Linked DNA regions of Zea mays: region 2 is linked to region 1. Evidence: chromatin contacts called from public Hi-C data. All regions are on one chromosome and are shown on one strand. The core of a region is the stretch at or near the end of the contact, and the rest is flanking DNA. Distances in the headings are between cores, read along the strand shown. Region 1 holds the start of LOC100282907. Region 2 holds the start of LOC103634840 (bromodomain and WD repeat-containing protein 3).

Evidence for each region. A called contact is a pair of places that touch in the nucleus more often than the background predicts.
Region 2: a Hi-C map of ear shows a contact between it and region 1, with 3 times the contacts expected there. The contact joins the promoter of LOC103634840 here to the promoter of LOC100282907 in region 1. A contact is called at or near these places in 2 of 25 Hi-C or Micro-C datasets (ear and tassel).

What each region holds. Positions count from the first base shown.
Region 1 is chr8:15,721,134-15,726,657 of Zm-B73-REFERENCE-NAM-5.0, forward strand. It overlaps LOC100282907, which reads right to left and starts at 3,491. Exons shown (of 3, transcript NM_001367094.1): 1 at 3,150-3,491; 2 at 2,932-3,050; 3 at 2,289-2,808. The coding sequence starts at 3,401. The coding sequence ends at 2,412. It overlaps LOC100280991, which reads right to left. Exons shown (of 5, transcript NM_001153911.2): 5 at 5,174-5,524. The coding sequence ends at 5,496.
Region 2 is chr8:16,017,250-16,022,773 of Zm-B73-REFERENCE-NAM-5.0, forward strand. LOC103634840 (bromodomain and WD repeat-containing protein 3) reads left to right here and starts at 2,932. Exons shown (of 23, transcript XM_008657430.4): 1 at 2,932-3,226.

The DNA of each region.
Region 1 (5,524 bases), core at 2,241-4,740:
ACCGGCTCTTTGGTCCAATATGGGTGAGTTTGTTTGGATGTTGGTATGTTGTTTTCCTCCCCATTGGTTTGGATTTTGCGGCACGTTAATACATGCCCTATGAGGCTCATAGGACTAGCCATTCCTTTCTGGCCTTCTGGGGCCAGAAAGTACTCACTCTCACGGGTTTGGTAGATTATATTATGGTGCTGGTGGGTCGTATGGTGAGATGGGGGGTCTAGTTGGGACGGATACGGAGTTGGATATCCATCCTTCTTAAAAAACTCTATGACAGACCGTCCGGTTAAATACGCGGACCGTCCGGCTAAATACGCGGATCGTCCGGCTCCGTGCGCGGACTGTCCGGCCATGTGGCCGGACCGTCCAACATTATATTCGAACTGTCTGGCGTCATACGCGGACGGTCTGAGTGGGTTATCTAGGGTTTGCACGGTATGTGGCGGCTTGGGTGCAGGACTCGGTAATTCGCTTCTAAAAATGGGATCGGTCGCCGCTGGCCCGGACGGTCCATGCTCACATGCGGACGGTCCAGACATGCGCAGATCGGCAAATTTATCGCCGATGTGCGTGGGAGGCTGTTGTTGCCCAAGGTACATGTCTATCGGCATCTCATAAAGGGGTTGTGACTGGTCATGACAACCTGTAGCCGATGGATTACGTGTGTATTCCCTTAGTTCAACCTCGTGCGAAGGAAGATTTGCAATAGTAGACTTATCAAGCGCATGCACTAGCCTTTTATGATCATTTTGTATATCTCCTACGATACATTGTATTTGCTCTCGTTGTTCGTCTATGTAAGCTTTAAGAGATTGGAGTTCATTGGTGCTACTTACATTGGGGTATTCGTAGTAGGTCGGAGCGAAGCCAGATCTGTCGTCCGTTGCCGAACGACTTTGTTGTTCCTGTCCACCTTGAAGTCGGCCAGGAATTTCGCCTTTGCTTCCTGGATCAGCTGCTCCTGGCGCTCCTCGAATAGGAGCTGTTCTTCAGCCGGCAAGGTTTCCCAAGTCGGCTTGATGATATTGCTGGTGGAAACTTTAGAGCTCTCCTTTGAACCGGCCATTGAGGGCCGATCTCGATAGGTCTGTATGAAATCGTCCCCAGCGGAGTCGCCAAAAGTATGTTGGTGTCTTTTTCGGGCGCCAATCACTCAACACGAACCGTGGCAGTGCTCTCTGCACAGGGGCGGACGGTCCACGACCTGGCGCAGGGCTAGGGTTTCATGCCTGTCGGTCGGACGGTCTGTGCCCTGGGGCCGGACAGTCCGCGCGTGTGCAGGGGCGGCAAAAGGTCGCCGGCGGCGCCTGGATCTCGCTCCCAGGAGGGACCCCGTCGTGGAGGAGAGATCCTAGGAGTTGTCGTTGTCTAGGCTCGGGCAGACCGACCTAGACTCCTCTAATCGAAGTAGAGTCGAAGAGAAGCGGAGAATTTGAGGATTGAGAGGCTAAACTAGAACTAGACTAGAACTACTCCTAATTGTACAAGAAATAAATGCGAGATAAAAGTGTTATTGATTCGATTGATGATTACAAATCGGCCGTATACCTCTGTATTTATAGAGGAGGGGGGCTGGACCCTTTACAAACTAATCTCCCGAGCTAATTCCGCGAATTTAGCTAACAACCGTAGCACAAAACTCGGAACTCTAATCTGCTCTGCGCACGCGCGGACCGTCCGTACCACCAGTGCGGACCGTCCGGCCCCAGGGACCAGACAGTTCGGTCCTCATTTTGGTACTCAACACTTCGCATGCCAGTTAGGCATTTAATTTCAAGACTTATTGTTTGGTTCGTTGTCTAGCTTACTACACTTTGTCTAACTTTTCTGTCTAAGGTTAGTTCTTCAATTCGAACGGCTAATCTTAGACAAAATATAGCGTAGTTGTCTTGTCTTTAATACTTCGAGTGCCGGATGAAGTTGATACATAACTGCCACCGATGTGTTGTCTTGTCGACCATATTTACCATTTTTATATTTGTTATGTCGAGTGTATTTTGGTACTCGACAAAGATTTTATCGAGTGTCCGACAAAAAACTGTGGAGACAAATATATTTTTTCAGTTAACTCTTAGTTAACTCAGTTAACTCTGTTGTATATCCTTTGCCGAAGAGTATCCGCTGATTCCAGTAGTAGTTTACATAACCAAAGTTACGAGGTGGTGGTTCAATGGCCAAAGATTTCCGATTGTATAAACTGTGTAGGTGTCTATATGGCAAGTTAACAAGTTGGTGGATGGTCAAAAACAAATTAGTACACCTGACAGGCAAAGGCGATCGAGTCGAGTGAAGCGTTGAAATACGCAGTGCCACACACATTAATTATTCCAATTATCTTAGACGAAGTTCTTAGCACACCTGACAGGCAAAAGCGAGCAGGAGCAGTCACCCTGAAACAAAGTTACAAACACTAATTAATAATCACTCTCCTTCGGGACGATCTTGATGCCCTTGACGAGGAGCCCCTTCTTCCAGAGCCCGCCGTCGTACTCGAACAGGGAGATCTCAAGCTCGCCGCTGCGTCCCGCTCCCCCCGGCTGGGCCGGCGCCTTCACCTCCCCGGCCCTGAGCTCCAGCCACTGCTTCGTGGGCCTCCCCTGCAGCTTCTCCTTCCGCGCCTGAGCCGTGCCGTCGGGGAACCTGAGCCGCAGGTTCACCGGCACCGACCACCCGTACGCCGGCTCCGTGAGCATCACCTGGAAGGCCACGTCGTAGCTGCACCCCGGCGTGAGGTGCGACAGCTCCAGCCTCCCGTGCACCTCCAGCCAGCACACGTTCTGCAGCGACGCAGCCTCGACGATCTCGGCGTCACTGTACAGAGTAGAGGGAGAGAGAGTACAGGTACAGACATGGCTCGAATCGAGCTGAGCACTGAACTGAGCATGCATGTATATGTAATTGCTGGAGCAAGCACTACGTATAGATAGCACGTACTTGGTTTCTCTGACGGGATGCCAGATCCAGTATCTGGGATCGTCGCCCCAAGTGATGGACAGCGCTCTAGCGAACAGCACGAAGCAGTTGCACCTGGTCTTCTCGTCCACCCAGTACTTCTGCATCAATCGATCCATCGGGTTCGTGCCGCCTCAGCTACTAGTAAGCATCAGACAAGAGTTCAAGTGTACGTGTACGTGTTCGTGGCTGAAACCTACCTTGGTTTTCCCAGCCAGGTACACCCCGGTGCTGCACGCCTGATCCTCCAGCTCGGCTGCAGCAGCAGTGCCGCCGCCGCCGCCGGCCGTCGTCGCCTCCTGCGCAACTATCTCGTGGAACTTGTGAGGCGGCGGCGCCCGCTTCGACTGGGCCTGGTGGCTGTTGCTGCCAGTGCCAGAGGCAGCGCTGCTCGCCACAGCCCGGCCGTCTCCGGCGCGTGACGAGTCGTCGGACGACGGCGCCGCCCCCATTATTGGTTCTCCGCCTGCACTCTACCTGAAACTGGAACTCCCTGCAGAATTAAAGAAGAGCCAGCTAGCGCAGGGTAGGCTAGAGCTGACGAACAAGAACGAGCTGCTAGCTGCTGCTGCTGCGAGCTTTTAGGATTGCTGACAATGAAGTGCAGAGGGAATAACGTAGAGCCGCTTGAGATGGTGCCTGAGGAATCTGATTCCGGATGACAAAATTCTGTAGCGCAGAGACGGTGGTGGTGTTTACAGGAGAATCTACTAGCCAGCGGCTGAGGGTGGCCAGCGGGATGGCGTGCAGAGTTGCACCGATGCTGCACGAAATTGCACTGCCGAGTTGCACAGAGAGCCAGCAGGAGCTCCACAGCCGCCTCTTCTAGAGCGACATGTCCAACGCCGAGTACTGTGGTCGCCTCAAACGCCTTGCCTACACCCTCTACGACTGCGGCGCCGCCGTCACCGATTCAGCGCCCGTTATCAGCATGCTTCCTGGCCTAAACAGCAAGTTCGCTCAAGCTATCGCAGTGATCTCCACTGTGACGCCGCTGTCCACCTTCCTCTACCACAAATGGCATTCCCTTCGGGTCTTCCTCTGTTATTCCCAGTCCATGTGGATTGGAGAATAAACTACCGGATGTTTAGGCCACGAAGGTTGGTCTAAACATCAGATATTTTTTGCGGATATAAGGTTTGATCCACCTGTTCGTTTTTTGCTGAAACTCACCTAGAAATCGTTCCAGTTGATCAGACCTTATATGAATTATTAGATAAACAATCCGGTTAGGAATTGTTTCGGGTGACCAATTCTCAGGAACCAAACAGGCCTTAGGTGAGATTATAAGGAATTATGACTTGCTAGTTCAATCCACATGAATTGAGATTAACAGGTGGACAATTTTGATACGCTTCGATCGAGCCTGTCTTGTATTAGCTCATTATCCGAAGCATCCTCAAAGCTCTACACCAGTTGCCAGGTCTTGCTTGCTATCTCTGCTAGCTGTCCACATCACCTCACGTTTCTGGGACTTCTCCCACTTCTTCACCAGATGTTTAGATCACCTGAATTCTTTGTCCGGCGGCGACGGCAATCGTGACTGACGCGGCAGTGTTTCAGTCTGCTGGGCATCACACCAATCTACAAGCTATAAAAACTCACAATTTGCATGGCGCCTTGTTGCTGTTATTGGTCTGGTAACATATATAGCCTCTCTCTCCACAGAAAGAATTAGTAAATTCTATTAAAAAGAAGGATGTAAAGAGTTCCAACCCCAAAAAAAAAAATTAGATTGTAATAAAGCTACTATTCATGTTACGTGCTACAGTAATCGCTCGATGTAAATATAACATTTTTCCTTTTCGTATATGGTCCATCTATTCTGCTTGTGCTTATCCTTTGGTATCGCGTACATATGTTTATTCTGCGGGACAGTCAATTCACTGATCGACCGTTAGATAAAACAACAGAAACACTTCACAGTTTTTTTTAGTTCTGAGAGGCGGCTGTAGGTAGGTAGGTAGCTAGACGAAACTTACTTACCTCAGTTCCTACACAATTCAAGTTGGTCAGTAAAGGCTGCAGCCATCCTTATCAGAAGGGGTGCTCCTTCCCGTCCCATGAAACTGAACGATTTAACATTTGAAATTTGTCACACAGAGAGGTGGGTGGTGCTGACCTGAGACCCCGGGCCTGTTGTCAATCAGAAGCGCAGCAGATGTCATCATTCTTCTCGTAGGGGCACGCAGGTCTTTTGTCCTCAACATTGATCTGCGTGATAAATTATGTATGATGGAGTACATGTTACTGTAAGAGGGGAAAAAAAGATTCCATATATTCGACAAAACATGAGTTCCTCTTCTTTTACCCCCATGTATATCAAGGGGCATTTAACTAAGTGCCTCTGGTTGCCAAATGTCTTATCTTTCCTCACATCAGCTTATCATAGGTAAACGCAAGCATAAGGCACTGGGAAGATAGCAATATAGTTCTAATCTTGTAAATGGAGGCCTCTTGGCCTTCTCCTGCCTGCAAACTTTGCAATGCGCCTCTTCTGCACCATACATCCCACATTCGGAGGCTTCCTGCGTTCATGGGTTTTGCTACTGCCTCGCCCTCTTGGAGCTGCAGC
Region 2 (5,524 bases), core at 1,682-4,181, 300 kb after region 1:
CAGATTGCTCTCAACGGCTCCTAGCTGCCTTGGGGCTATAAAAGGGACCCCTAGGCGCATGGAGGAGAACACCAAGCATTCCTAGAGCACTCTTGATCACTCACACTCCATTCATGCGCACTTGTTCGACATTCTAGTGATTTGAGCTTTGTTCTAGTGTGCTAGTCTCTTGAGCTCAAGTCTAGGTCTTGTGTGTGCGTATTTGCTGTGATCTTTGTGTCTTGTGTGAGTTGCTAATCCCTCCCTTACTCCGTGCTTCTTTGTGAACTTCAAGTGTAAGGGTGAGAGGCTCCAAGTTGTGGAGATTTCTCGCAAACGAGATCAAGAAAAGCAAAGCAAAACACCGTGGTATTCAAGTGGGTCTTTGGACCGCTTGAGAGGGGTTGATTGCAACCCTCGTCCGTTGGGACGCCACAACGTGGAGTAGGCAAGCGTTGGTCTTGGCCGAACCACGGGATAAACCACTGTGTCATCTCTGTGATTGTTCTCTTGTGGTTATTGTGTTTTGCTAAGACTTCTCTCTAGCCACTTGGCGATTACTGTGCTAACGTCTAACCAAGTTTTGTGGCTTAAGTTTAAAAGTTTTATAGGATCACCTATTCACCCCCCTCTAGGTGCTCTCACATTGTCCCCCGCCCCCGCCATGGCTTGCCCTCTTGACAAAGACGACAAGGGGCAAGTGACGCCAAACACAAGTACGCCTTGAGACAGGCAAAGATGTGTGAAGCAAAGATTTGGTCTATGCTCTATCATCGTTCTAAAAAAAGTTGTGTCTGAAGGTCCTTGATGCTAGTGAAACAGAAGTGGTGGTTGTTTTGGAGTGGCTAGAGTAGGGAAGACGACGTTCGTCACTGAAGTCTGCAGAAGTGAAACAGAAGTGGTTGCTATTGGTGGTGCATGAATGATGTGTTGGATGGTCAGAAATATCTGGTTGTGCTGGATGATGTCTAGAACGAAGATTCCTGCAAGTGGAACAATTTGTTGGAGTTACTATGGGGCAAGAAAACACTGGAAAACAAAATTATTGGTACTACCATGATTCCTACAATTGCAGCCGCAATACAGTTTGTAAGAACACACAACATTAACTTACAACCCTTGTCAACAGAAGTTTCACAGAAGCTACTAAAGACTACTGGTAAAGGTAATTTCTTTAGAGAAAACTACAATGCATATGGATTTAAGGGTTCAATCACTAAAAGTACTGTTGAAAGGTGCAGTGGGCTGCCCAAGCTTGTTTATTTAATGAGCTATTTCATAAGGGAAGATACATGGAGGAGCCATGCGTGCAGTTGAAGCATTTGAAGAAAAAATATTCTATGCACATACTAGTTGCTAGGTCATATGAACAATGCAGATAACAGTAGGTGACAATAAGTAGTAGATGTAAAGTTGTGTCTCTATACCCAAGTTATAAACCAAAATAAAATAGTTTCTAGGCCATGCCCGTATATATAAAATAGTCAGTTCGACCTGTGAACAATGCGGTCGACCAGGGTACCTACAACAAGCTGCTCTCGGAGGTGCCCAAGTACAAGCATATCACCCCTCCATCCTTTCTGAGTGCCTCACGGTAATCACTCATTTTATATCTGTGTTGTTTGTGTGCAAACCCTATGAATAACCTCAACAAAGATTAATTTGCTTCAACATCAGTGTAGATTATCTTTAATTACTTGGCGTACTACATGTTCAAAAGTATTCAATTGGAAAACATCAATACATCTACACAAGGATCTATGAGCAGTATAACAATCTCTACCTATAGTTGATGCTACCTGCTACTGTTTTACTTTTCCGTTTGGTAAAGCTCTCGAGGTAGCTAGTTAGGTATTTTAATCTACAAACTACATAACTGACATACATTGGGACCGATCGTTGTATAACATGTACAAGAACCTGAGTTGTTTGGACCAACTCTGGATTTTTTAAATCTAAATTAATCTGTAGGTTAACCTAGGCAAGAGCGTAGAAGATCAAGTACCTAAGGAACCAATAACTTTTCTATACGTATGTCATATAAAGGTAGTTAATATGAACTAATCCAATAAAACAACAAACTGTACTAAACAAAACGTATTATGTTGTCATAGAGAGGTAGTTCTGAATTGTCGAGACGAGTTAGTAATTTATTCGAAGTCGACTTTCTGAACAACAATCTGTACATCTGCTTAAATCATTTGTTAAGGCTGAATCATTTGAACTTTAGCATGGACAGTGATTTATTCAAACTCTACTTTCTGAAACAGTATTTGTCTTGTTGGAATTGTTGCTGTGTTTATACTTGTTGGTATTTACTTTTCAATATTGCTCATGTAGCTTGTTTAGTTCCACTCTGTGTACTTGACTGTTATCGTTGAGACTAGGTTTGTTGTATTTCAAACTCATTATGTTCGCACAATCTTACGTAATTGATTCATTTTTATCTAATTGTAGGCCTAATCTACATTTCCATCTTTGAATATTGGTTGCTGATGGTACTTACAAGGTGGACATATTGTACTTGTTTTACACTAGTCTGCTTGATGTCGTTATCTATTTTTTGAGACATTGGTGTGAAGATTAACATGAGAACCAACTGTATGAACTTTGGAACGATTAACTTTGGAGTGCCTTGTGGCAATTAGCCTTTTCTATCCGATGCATGTATTTATATTGAACAAAGTCTATCCTTACTACCAGTTTTGTGGATTGCAACAACATTTTAGAATTCTTTATTTTCCCTATTTTTTCTATTTTTTATTAGTCAAGATTTTAATCTATATCTCTTTCAAATGAACATAGGGTAAAATCACCCTAGATCATCACCCTAGATCGTAGGAGTGTCCACTTAAATTGATCATATAGATACATTGATTTTTATTGGTTCGTTTAATTGAGCCACTTGCAAAAACGATAATACCATTTCAAAAGCTCAATGGACTCAAAAGGAATATAGGAAAAGTTTAAAACCCTTTTTTCGCACGGACACTAGTGTCAATGTTTCGTGGGCCGGCTGATCGTCTTTCGGCCTGGTGGGAGCGTTCGTTTCGTTGGCCCGTGCCGGCGTGCCCTCCGGTCCTCTTCTCGTTCTCCCCCGAGCGGCTCTCGATCTGGTTTGCTCCGCGTCGTCGCTCCCTGGACGTCGCCGCCCTAGTGGTTCGCTTCGCCGCTTCTCGCGCTCTCCGGCTTCTACGCTGGTGGTCGGTTGTTCGAGAGCGGCTCCGGCGGGCGGCGTAGATCGGCGGTAGGTCTTTCACTTCCTCTCCGCTCTCTGTTTTCTCGGTGCTGCAATGGTGCGGCCTGCGTGTCTGTGTGGAGGGGCCGCCGCCCGCCGCGTTCTCCGATTTGGCTTTTCCGCTTGTGCGAACTGGTTCCAGGTGGGTCACCGTGGTAGGAATTTTTCTGCGCCGCTCGGCGCTCGCCTCTGTGCTACTTCTGCGTTTCTATAAACGCAACCCACTAACCCATTAGCCTGTTACCAAAAAAACCCAATAGCCCGTTAATGTACCCGAATCGGACTATTCGGATCATACACCCGCGAACCAACAGCCCCGTCTCTCTCAGCCTCCTCCGGTCCTCCCCCACCACTGTGCGTCTGTGCCTAGGGTTCGTACGGGGACGACAGGACAGCGGCCTCCGCCGTCCCTCCGCCGCCGTAGGTGCCCTGTTCGTGCCGCACGGGCGCTGCCAAAGCGCCCTCCATATCTGGCATGCCTCTGAGCCGCCGCAGCCGCGTCACCAGAGGGTTCGCAGACAAGGTGGTCTGTCTCTATCCTCCTGCCCCCTCTACCTCGAATTGCGGCAACCTCGTACCGCCTTTCGCCTAAGTGATTTGTGTTAGCTAGATTGGTAATTTGTGCCTGTTGATGCGTCCAGTGGTGTGCGGAGGATGCAGCGATTCCGGTTTTGTTTTGCCATACCTAAGAGTTGATTCAGAACTCCGTCCGGTTGTTGATAATTGAGCCGATTTCATGGGTTTTATTACTAGGGTTTAGCATGACTTGCTTATGTTGGTTGCCCCCCCTCCCCCCTCCGTGCATGCACATAGTTGAGTGTTCTGAATATTGGATCTACTTGTTTTATGAATGCTGTGAATTCTAGTGTTCCAGTGATGGGAAACTAAGACCATCTCCAACAGCTTACCTATAACCATATCCATATTCAAACTACACTATATAAACAGTGCAATCTACAATATAAAACGATGCAAAACGGTGTTTTTAGTGAGACAATATGTGTGCAATGTACAGTAGTTCATCCATATGGTCACCAAAAACACTTTTTTTTGTTGCTTTTTGACCCTTTTTGCAAAAGATTTTCATAACTACGCCCTTTTTGGTTTGAATTCAGGAAATTGACCCTTACCTTGGCGCCAATATAAATGACATCGAGATCTCACTCTGGTAAGTCGAGCTGGCGCCTATGTGGCAGTAGGTCGTCGTCGTGGTATTTGGCGCTGACCTCCTTTCCTAGAAACGGCTGCTCGGCCTCATCCTTCATTGACACACACACACACACCACTCATTGAGGCCGAGCGACCGTTCTTAGGAAAAGAGGTCGGCACCAATGACCACGACGCCGACCTCCTGCCACGTAGGCGGCAGCTCGACATACTAGAGCGAGGTCTTGGCGCCATTTATATTGGCGCCGAGACGTGTAAGCTAGGCGCCAATAATAATGGCGCTAAGGTAAGGGTCCATTTCCTGAATTCAAACCAGAAAGAGCGTAGTTGTGAAAATCTTTCGCAAAAAGGGTCAAAAAGCAAAAAAGACGGCCAAAAACACCTTTTGCACTATTTTGCACTGTAGATTGTATTGTTTGTAGAGTCTAGTTTGAATATGGGTATGAGTATGGGTAAGCTGTTGCAGATGGTCTAAGTGGTCCAGGAAGAAATTGCGGTTTTGCTTGTTAGGAGCCGGTGAGCTTGCAGGCTAGTATGTATCTATTAATATGAAAGGTGGATAATATAGGATGAATATATGTATATTACATAGCGTTTGGATCTCTGCCGTTTGTTGTTCTGTTGACATTGATGCTTAGAATAGCGAGTCGGAGAGGTTGAAGAGAAATTATCACTTTGTAATGTTTTACATATAAATAAACTGATATGCTTCCATGTGCTGATTATGTGGTCCAGTTTTGTGTACGAATATTACATACTTAACGTTTTGAATTCCTGCATTTGTTGTTCTGATGCTTAGGCGGCCGATTAGTGGGATTGTGGGAGAGGTTTAAGGGAAATTGTCGCTATGTAATGTTTAGATAAATAGACTGAGATGCTTGCATCAGCTGATTATATGGATACAAGTTCTTCTTTTGCTCCACAGTTCTGTGAGTTTTGCTTTCCTGTTTTTTGTTACCTACAATAATGTAGTGACAAGTTTTCTAAGTCCGTGAATTTTAACTTTAGGATAGATTCTTGCTTGCCTGTACTCTTGTACAATACACCACATTCCTTCTTAACTATGATTCCGCCATATCATTTCACTAGGTCGCAGGTTCGTAGCAGCCTCTTCTACATTTGCAGGGGAAAGACTTGCCT